2 separate regions of the Mus musculus genome follow, and region 2 is linked to region 1. Evidence: chromatin contacts called from public promoter capture Hi-C data. All regions are on one chromosome and are shown on one strand. The core of a region is the stretch at or near the end of the contact, and the rest is flanking DNA. Distances in the headings are between cores, read along the strand shown.

Region 1 (3,025 bases), core at 196-2,695:
TTAAGGGAAGCCCCATGATCTGCAGTGAATGGCCAACACAAAATGAACTCAGTGGTAGTTTCAGAGATATTTTGTCTCATGATGCTTTGTCTGGGCACTTGTATCTTACTTGTTTTTTGCTTACCTATTATGGTTTCAGTTTTTCTGTGATTGTATGTTTGTGGCTGTGTGAATGTGTGAGCGTATGTGCAGGTATGTATGTATGTGTGTGTATATATGTGTAGATGTATATGCATGTGTGGCTCTGTGTGTTTGTGTGTGTACACATCTGGTGCTTTTTCTTTGCTCCCCCCTCCCATTTGTTTGCTTTGTTTTCTTCTAGATTTTTGGGGAGTGGGGCATATGTCTTCTAGAGAGAGGGGGATGATCTGGGAGGAGATAAGGGAGGAAAAACTGATCAGAATATATGAAAAATAATTTAAAAATTTTTTGCAATAAAAGAGAGAAGGATGGAAGGAGGAAAAGAATGAGGAAAGAGAAGGAAAATAAAGAAGGAGAGGGACTGAGAGAGGAGGAAGAGGGAGGGAGAGAGGGAGGAGGAAGAGAGAGTAGGGAGAGAGAGGGAGGAGGAAGTATTGGGGGGCACCAAAATGGGGAAAGAATCTAGAGAAAACACAGAATAGAAAGATTTTACAGGGAGGGAGTAATAATATATGTCAAGGACAGAAGAAGAGAATCCACCATATTCATAAAATGAAAATTAAAAACGATGCTATTCAATGAAAGAAAGTAAATGAAGATCTGGACAAGTCAAGTTACAACCAAAGCGCTTGGAGACTAAGGCTGTGTAGTATGCACAGACAGATGGTTTGCAACTTACTGTAGAAGCTCCAGATGAAGAGCACAAGGGGTCATTTTATACCACACCAGGTAAAAGGTCATCTGTGTGATAATCAGTCACACACCTAAATGTCAACCACGGAAAGAAAGCAAGGCATTGTGGGCTTTCCAGGCCGGCCGTGCGACTCTGCTGGGAAGCTTGTCTTTTGTGTTTCTTCCTTTCCTTTCTCTTCTACCTGGATAGGATGTGGTGGCAGGGCTCCAGCCGCCAGACCATGGGTCAAGGACGATATACTCATTGTGTGGGTGGTAAAGCAAAAAGGAGTCCGAGTCACTCAGGACCGTGGACTTGCTGTGGCCACCTTGCTCCGCCCACCTGCTTTGGTCGGAAGCAGTTTAAATCACTACTGCCTTGAGATCTTGTTATTGCTAATCAAGCTTCATTATGGCTGACACAGCAGGTAACTGAAAAAAAAATCTAGACTAGAAATACTGGGAAATAATTCTGTGATGCGTTCCAGAAAGGAGAACAAGATGATAAGAAAACAGAGGATCATTTAACAAGGATAGACTGGGGGTAGGGATGGGGAGAGGAGAGGAGAGCGGAGCGGAGCAGCAGGGCTGGGCTGCAGAAAATTATTAAGGATATCAGGGAATGGGTACGAATTTGGTGAGCAAACATAACCAGTGACAACAGCAGCTGTTGGGTTAGGCTCAGGAAGACTTGGCCAGGCTGTCTGTGTCTGTGTGTGTAGTGCCCGGGAAGAGACAGCTGACACTTCTAATGTAGTTTTAAGCCTGTTCTAGGGGTAACTAAATGCAAAAGAAAGCTGAGAAGTGAACTAAAGAAATACACATAATATACTTGAAAATACTGTGGAATAAAGACAAAATATACACAATATCAACATGATGGATGATGGAGACAGAAGGAACTCTCCAAAGATATAGAAAGGTCTTGCTGGGGATTGTGGTGTATGACTGTAATCCCAGGACTAGTGAGTCTAAGTAACCCATAATAATCTAAAAACAGTCTGGGCTATATAATGAGACCCTGAGATCCCAAAACACAACAAACAGAAACCGAGAAGCTAGAACGGTCTTGCCTGTAGGGAACCAGAGGTGTTGGGAAATCAGTGGTGGTACATAACAGAGGCTTGTTTCAAACAAGGATTGCAGTGCTCTATACCTGAAGTCATGAGCACCCCTGCACAGCCCTATCCTGTTCCCAGGCTAAAGAACATGAGAATTTCCTAAATAAAAAGATGAACTAAGCGGCTGCAGGAAGGAAATATCCTACAACTTCAGAGATGACAAACCCGGATCAGTCATTGTCCTTGTTAGCTCTATTGCTATGATAAACGCCAGCCCCAAAGGCAACTTGGGGAGGAAAGGGCTTACTCATTTTACAGCTTACTGTTTCTCCCAAAGGGAAATCTCAGGGCAGGAGCTCAAGACAGGAGCCTGGAGGCTGGAACTGAAGCAGAGGCAACGGAGGGATGCTCATAATTGGCTTGCTCACCATGGTTTGTTCAGCCTGTTTTCTTATAGCACCCAGGACCAGCTGCCCAGGGGAGGCACTGACCAGAGTGAGATGGGCTTGTTTATAGGACAATCTGCCGGGAGCATTTTCTCCATTGAGGTTTCCCATTCACAGAGACTTAGCTTGTGTCAATAAAAACCTGTTTGTTTGTTTGTTTGTTTGTGACAGGGTTTTTCTATGTAGCCCTGGCTGTCCTATAACTCAATGTATAGACGAGGCTGTTACTCAGAGATCTGTCGCCTCTGCTTCCTGAGTGTGGGATTAAAGTCACCTGATACAAATGAACAAAAAGCTAACCTGCACAGTCATCATTCCAACACTAAGGATACAGGCTCAGCAGGGTATATTCCCCAACAGTGAAAAGTGAACTCACTGAAGGAGAATGGGAACTTAATGGATATAATTTCAGTTTTATCAGAAGGAAAGTTAGGAGATGATAATGGTAATTGCTGTCTAACCTAAACATAAACATATTTAATAACACTAATCTGCAAACTAGAAATGGCTCGGATATATTGAGTGCATTTGAACTACAGTTTTGTTTTGTTTTGGGAATTCTGAGAATAGCTGGAAAGGCTAGAGAGTGAGGTTGGGACTCTGCAGTCAGGCTAACACTCAAGGACTATGCTACAACAACTTATGGGAATACAGCTGCTGCGGGCACTGTTCTGCACCTTCCAGCACTCTTCTAGAGAGTTCCCT
Region 2 (3,025 bases), core at 368-2,867, 110 kb before region 1:
AGTCCTCGTCACAAATGAGACATGGAAATGGAATTAAAGTACAAATAAAATCTACAGTCCTATAAGAACACTTAATTCCTGGCTAATGAATGAACTCTAATTCAATGTAATGGCAAATCTAATTTCATTTCATCTCTAATTTAGTGTAATGGCAAGTTTCGGTTCCCAAACACCAAATCTTTGACTTGGGCAGCAGTGGAGAACAAAAAAAAAAAAAAAAAGTATTGTCTGCATTTCGTTTCCATTTCTCCATTCTTCCTTCCTACCATAAAAGCAAAGAGGGAAAGAACAGCATCCAAGGCCTCTAGATAATTTACACTGTGAGCTCACAAGCCCAGTTCCAAGTCTAATCGGAATTAGGATCAGGCTGCTGGCATCCTTTGAGGAAGGAGTGGCCTTTCTCCAAGCTCTGAGAACACAGGAGGTCACATCAGGTATCAACAGCAGATGGGACGCTAAGCTTTTCCCTTCATCCACAGCTGACATGGGTGCAGGCATCATCGTGCCTGTTGACTCTGTGTTTGCCCAAGAAAACGGAACAGCCTGGCAGCCTGGCAGCTGGGGCCTGCATATGAAGAGCACTCTTCAGAGCCTAACACCTTTCTTTGATTTCCAAGACTTTTCTTTTTCTTTTATTTTAACTTCAGCGTGAACTTTCCCTGTGAACACTGAAGTAAGTCCGGCGGATACAGACGACCCTAAGAAGTATGCACTTCTGAATGAGATCTGGTCTAGAAAACTAAGGCTTAGCGTGCAGAGCGTTGTAGGGGAAACTTACTGTTTGAGCGATCTCGTTTTCAAGCTCTTGAGTGTTGGAATGGTTTTCTGCAGTAGTATTGAGAAAAGTCTTCTTTAACTTAAACTCGGTCACAAAGGTTCTAACTGCAGAGGAAAACATTGCCCATTAAGCCACACAGCAGAGACCAACGCAAGGCTATGCAGCTGTAATCCCTGGGACGGCCAGCTTTACTCCCCCAAGGGACAGTCTGGGTGTGTCTTGAGGGTAAATACACTCCTTCCTCATCTAGGTGACCAAGGAGTGACACATGTTTGTGGTAGGTTTAGACTCCAAGGTGCTAAGATCCCATTATTATCAGGCATGTAAAGAAAACAAGCCATGTTAGAAACAGGGCTGGATTCAGAAAGGAGGAAAGCTCCCTCATTGTGAGGCCTGTTTCACTCATAAAATAAAATTCTAGGTAACACCAATTTCTGATGATTAGGCCTGAGGTTCCAGAATGAGCAGACAACCAAAAATTAACAGTCCGTCTTTAGAGCTGGCTCTTATCACTCATTATATTAAATTATATTTATCGATTATTATTTATCGTATTAAATTATATCTTATTATATTAAACGCATATCTTCCCCTCAATACAGAAGAAAAATAACCCGAGACACAGGGGCTGCATGCTGAATTCAGAGGAAGGCAGGCAAGGGAGCCAGGGAAAGCAGCTAACATTTCAGAGTTAACTGACTAAAGCCCGTAGTTCTTATTTAACATCCTTCTGCTTGTTCCACAGTTCAGCGAAGCCAGCTGCTTAGGACTCTCTAGGAGCAGCAGGCAGCTCTTTGAAAACACTCTGGGCCAAGGCAAAGCCTTTCAGCACGCTCTAATTTGCATGCCCCTCTGATGTTTACGAACAATGAAGCCTAATGACTTGAAAAGAGAAAGACTAGTCTTTAGCAAAACTGAACCGCTTTCCCCCCCATCTGTGCTACTTGTGGGCGGGCACTCTGCACACAGTCACCTGACCTGCTCGGCTTCACTCCTCACGGGCCCAGGTTCAAATCCAGACTCTTCCCTTTGGAAAAGTGCCCAGGATAAGGGTAAGGCACACAGACGTTCTCTGCCTGCCCGTGCCTTCTGTCTTTAGCATGAGTAATATCATCCGTCCTTTCCTAAACCCTGTCTTTTTTCCTGGAAGGGATTTGCCCAAGGCATTTATACCTCTGTGGAGAGGAGGCTGTGCTTGGCTTAAGTTCCTGCTGATTGTAAAAACAGGGACTTTCAGCCTCTGCTTTGTCTTGGGTGACTCCATTATACAAGAAGCATTTGACTCTATTTCATGCTGTGGATAAAAACACTACCTCCTGTCCAGCATGGGGCACAGGCTACTACATTTCTTGTTGCAAAACTATCAATTAGATTGGATCTGTATGAGTACAGGGCCAAAACCCTTAGTGGAAAGGGAGACCTCAAGAGCTTATGAAACACACCAAGGAAGGGTGCAACAGCCACGCCTGCACCCCATAAAGAGGAGGACACCTGACACTCTTGTGGCAATGGCCCCAGCAACCTGGCATCTGACCACCCAGAATGCATGGGGACTGCATGACCATAGGGCTTCAGCTTGGCTCAGTGTCCACTCTTGCCGTGGCGTTCTCTGTCTCTTTGTCCATCTGGCCCTGGTTCTGTGTCGGATTTCTCCACAGTGGCCTACATGGGTCTGGGCTTCACCTCACAGTCCTGTGCCTGCCTCTAAGCTCCTTTCACATGGACAGTCCCAGCCTTAACCCCGCAGCAGCTTGATGCGTTCCTCAGTAACTGTCCATTGTGGTTCCTGGTCTAACCGCTAAAGGGACTGGTTCTCTTCTCGTCGGTATTAGCTCTCTGACACTCCTAAGGCCTCTTTAAACTCCTTGAACTTTTCTGTGGCCTCTTTAACCCCTTTGTAGCTATTCTGTGACACACACACACATACCCCTTTACCCTGATGTGTAACTTGTGATCTGAGTTAATATTAGTAATTAAATTTGGAATAAGCCAATGCTTGCCACTGGCCAACTGTCAAGGGAGATGAGAATAATTTGGCAAATCAGAGCAAATGAAATTGAAGTAGCTTGTGAGCTTATTGTGACTCAATAAATTCTGACATTGTGGAAAGACACAGATGTGTCCCTGTTTTTAATATAGTTAGTGTATTCAAGACAACTTCCACGTCTGCAGTTACCCCGCCCAGCTTTAAAACGGGTATTGTAAAAAAAAAAAAAATCACACTGATTTACTTTGTGCCTGCCTGCG

The links. Capture Hi-C pulls out chosen DNA fragments and counts their contacts.
Region 2: a contact with region 1 is called in a promoter capture Hi-C map of pancreatic islet. The contact joins two enhancer-like sites. A contact is called at or near these places in 4 of 15 datasets of contacts at CTCF or cohesin (the G1E-ER4 cell line, the NIH/3T3 cell line, large pre-B cells and 1 more), 20 of 484 Hi-C or Micro-C datasets (8-cell embryo, the AML12 cell line, CD8 T cells and 12 more), 3 of 115 datasets of contacts at active chromatin or transcription factors (acute myeloid leukemia and embryonic stem cells) and 4 of 9 other capture datasets (adipose tissue, embryonic stem cells, liver and 1 more).

Annotation. Positions count from the first base shown.
Region 1 is chr16:33,628,196-33,631,220 of GRCm38.p6, reverse strand. The region is part of intron 9 of Slc12a8 (solute carrier family 12 (potassium/chloride transporters), member 8); the gene reads right to left. Among named protein-coding and RNA genes, the nearest start is that of Heg1, 55 kb to the left of the region's middle. Within about 2 kb of position 1,445, at least 3 of the 459 cell types and tissues checked have an H3K27ac peak or open chromatin away from gene starts, as enhancers often do. A contact at or near this core is called in pancreatic islet, where this site is marked.
Region 2 is chr16:33,733,398-33,736,422 of GRCm38.p6, reverse strand. It overlaps Heg1 (heart development protein with EGF-like domains 1), which reads right to left. Exons shown (of 15, transcript NM_175256.5): 7 at 779-882. Among named protein-coding and RNA genes, the nearest start is that of Heg1, 50 kb to the right of the region's middle. Within about 2 kb of position 1,617, at least 95 of the 459 cell types and tissues checked have an H3K27ac peak or open chromatin away from gene starts, as enhancers often do. A contact at or near this core is called in pancreatic islet, where this site is marked.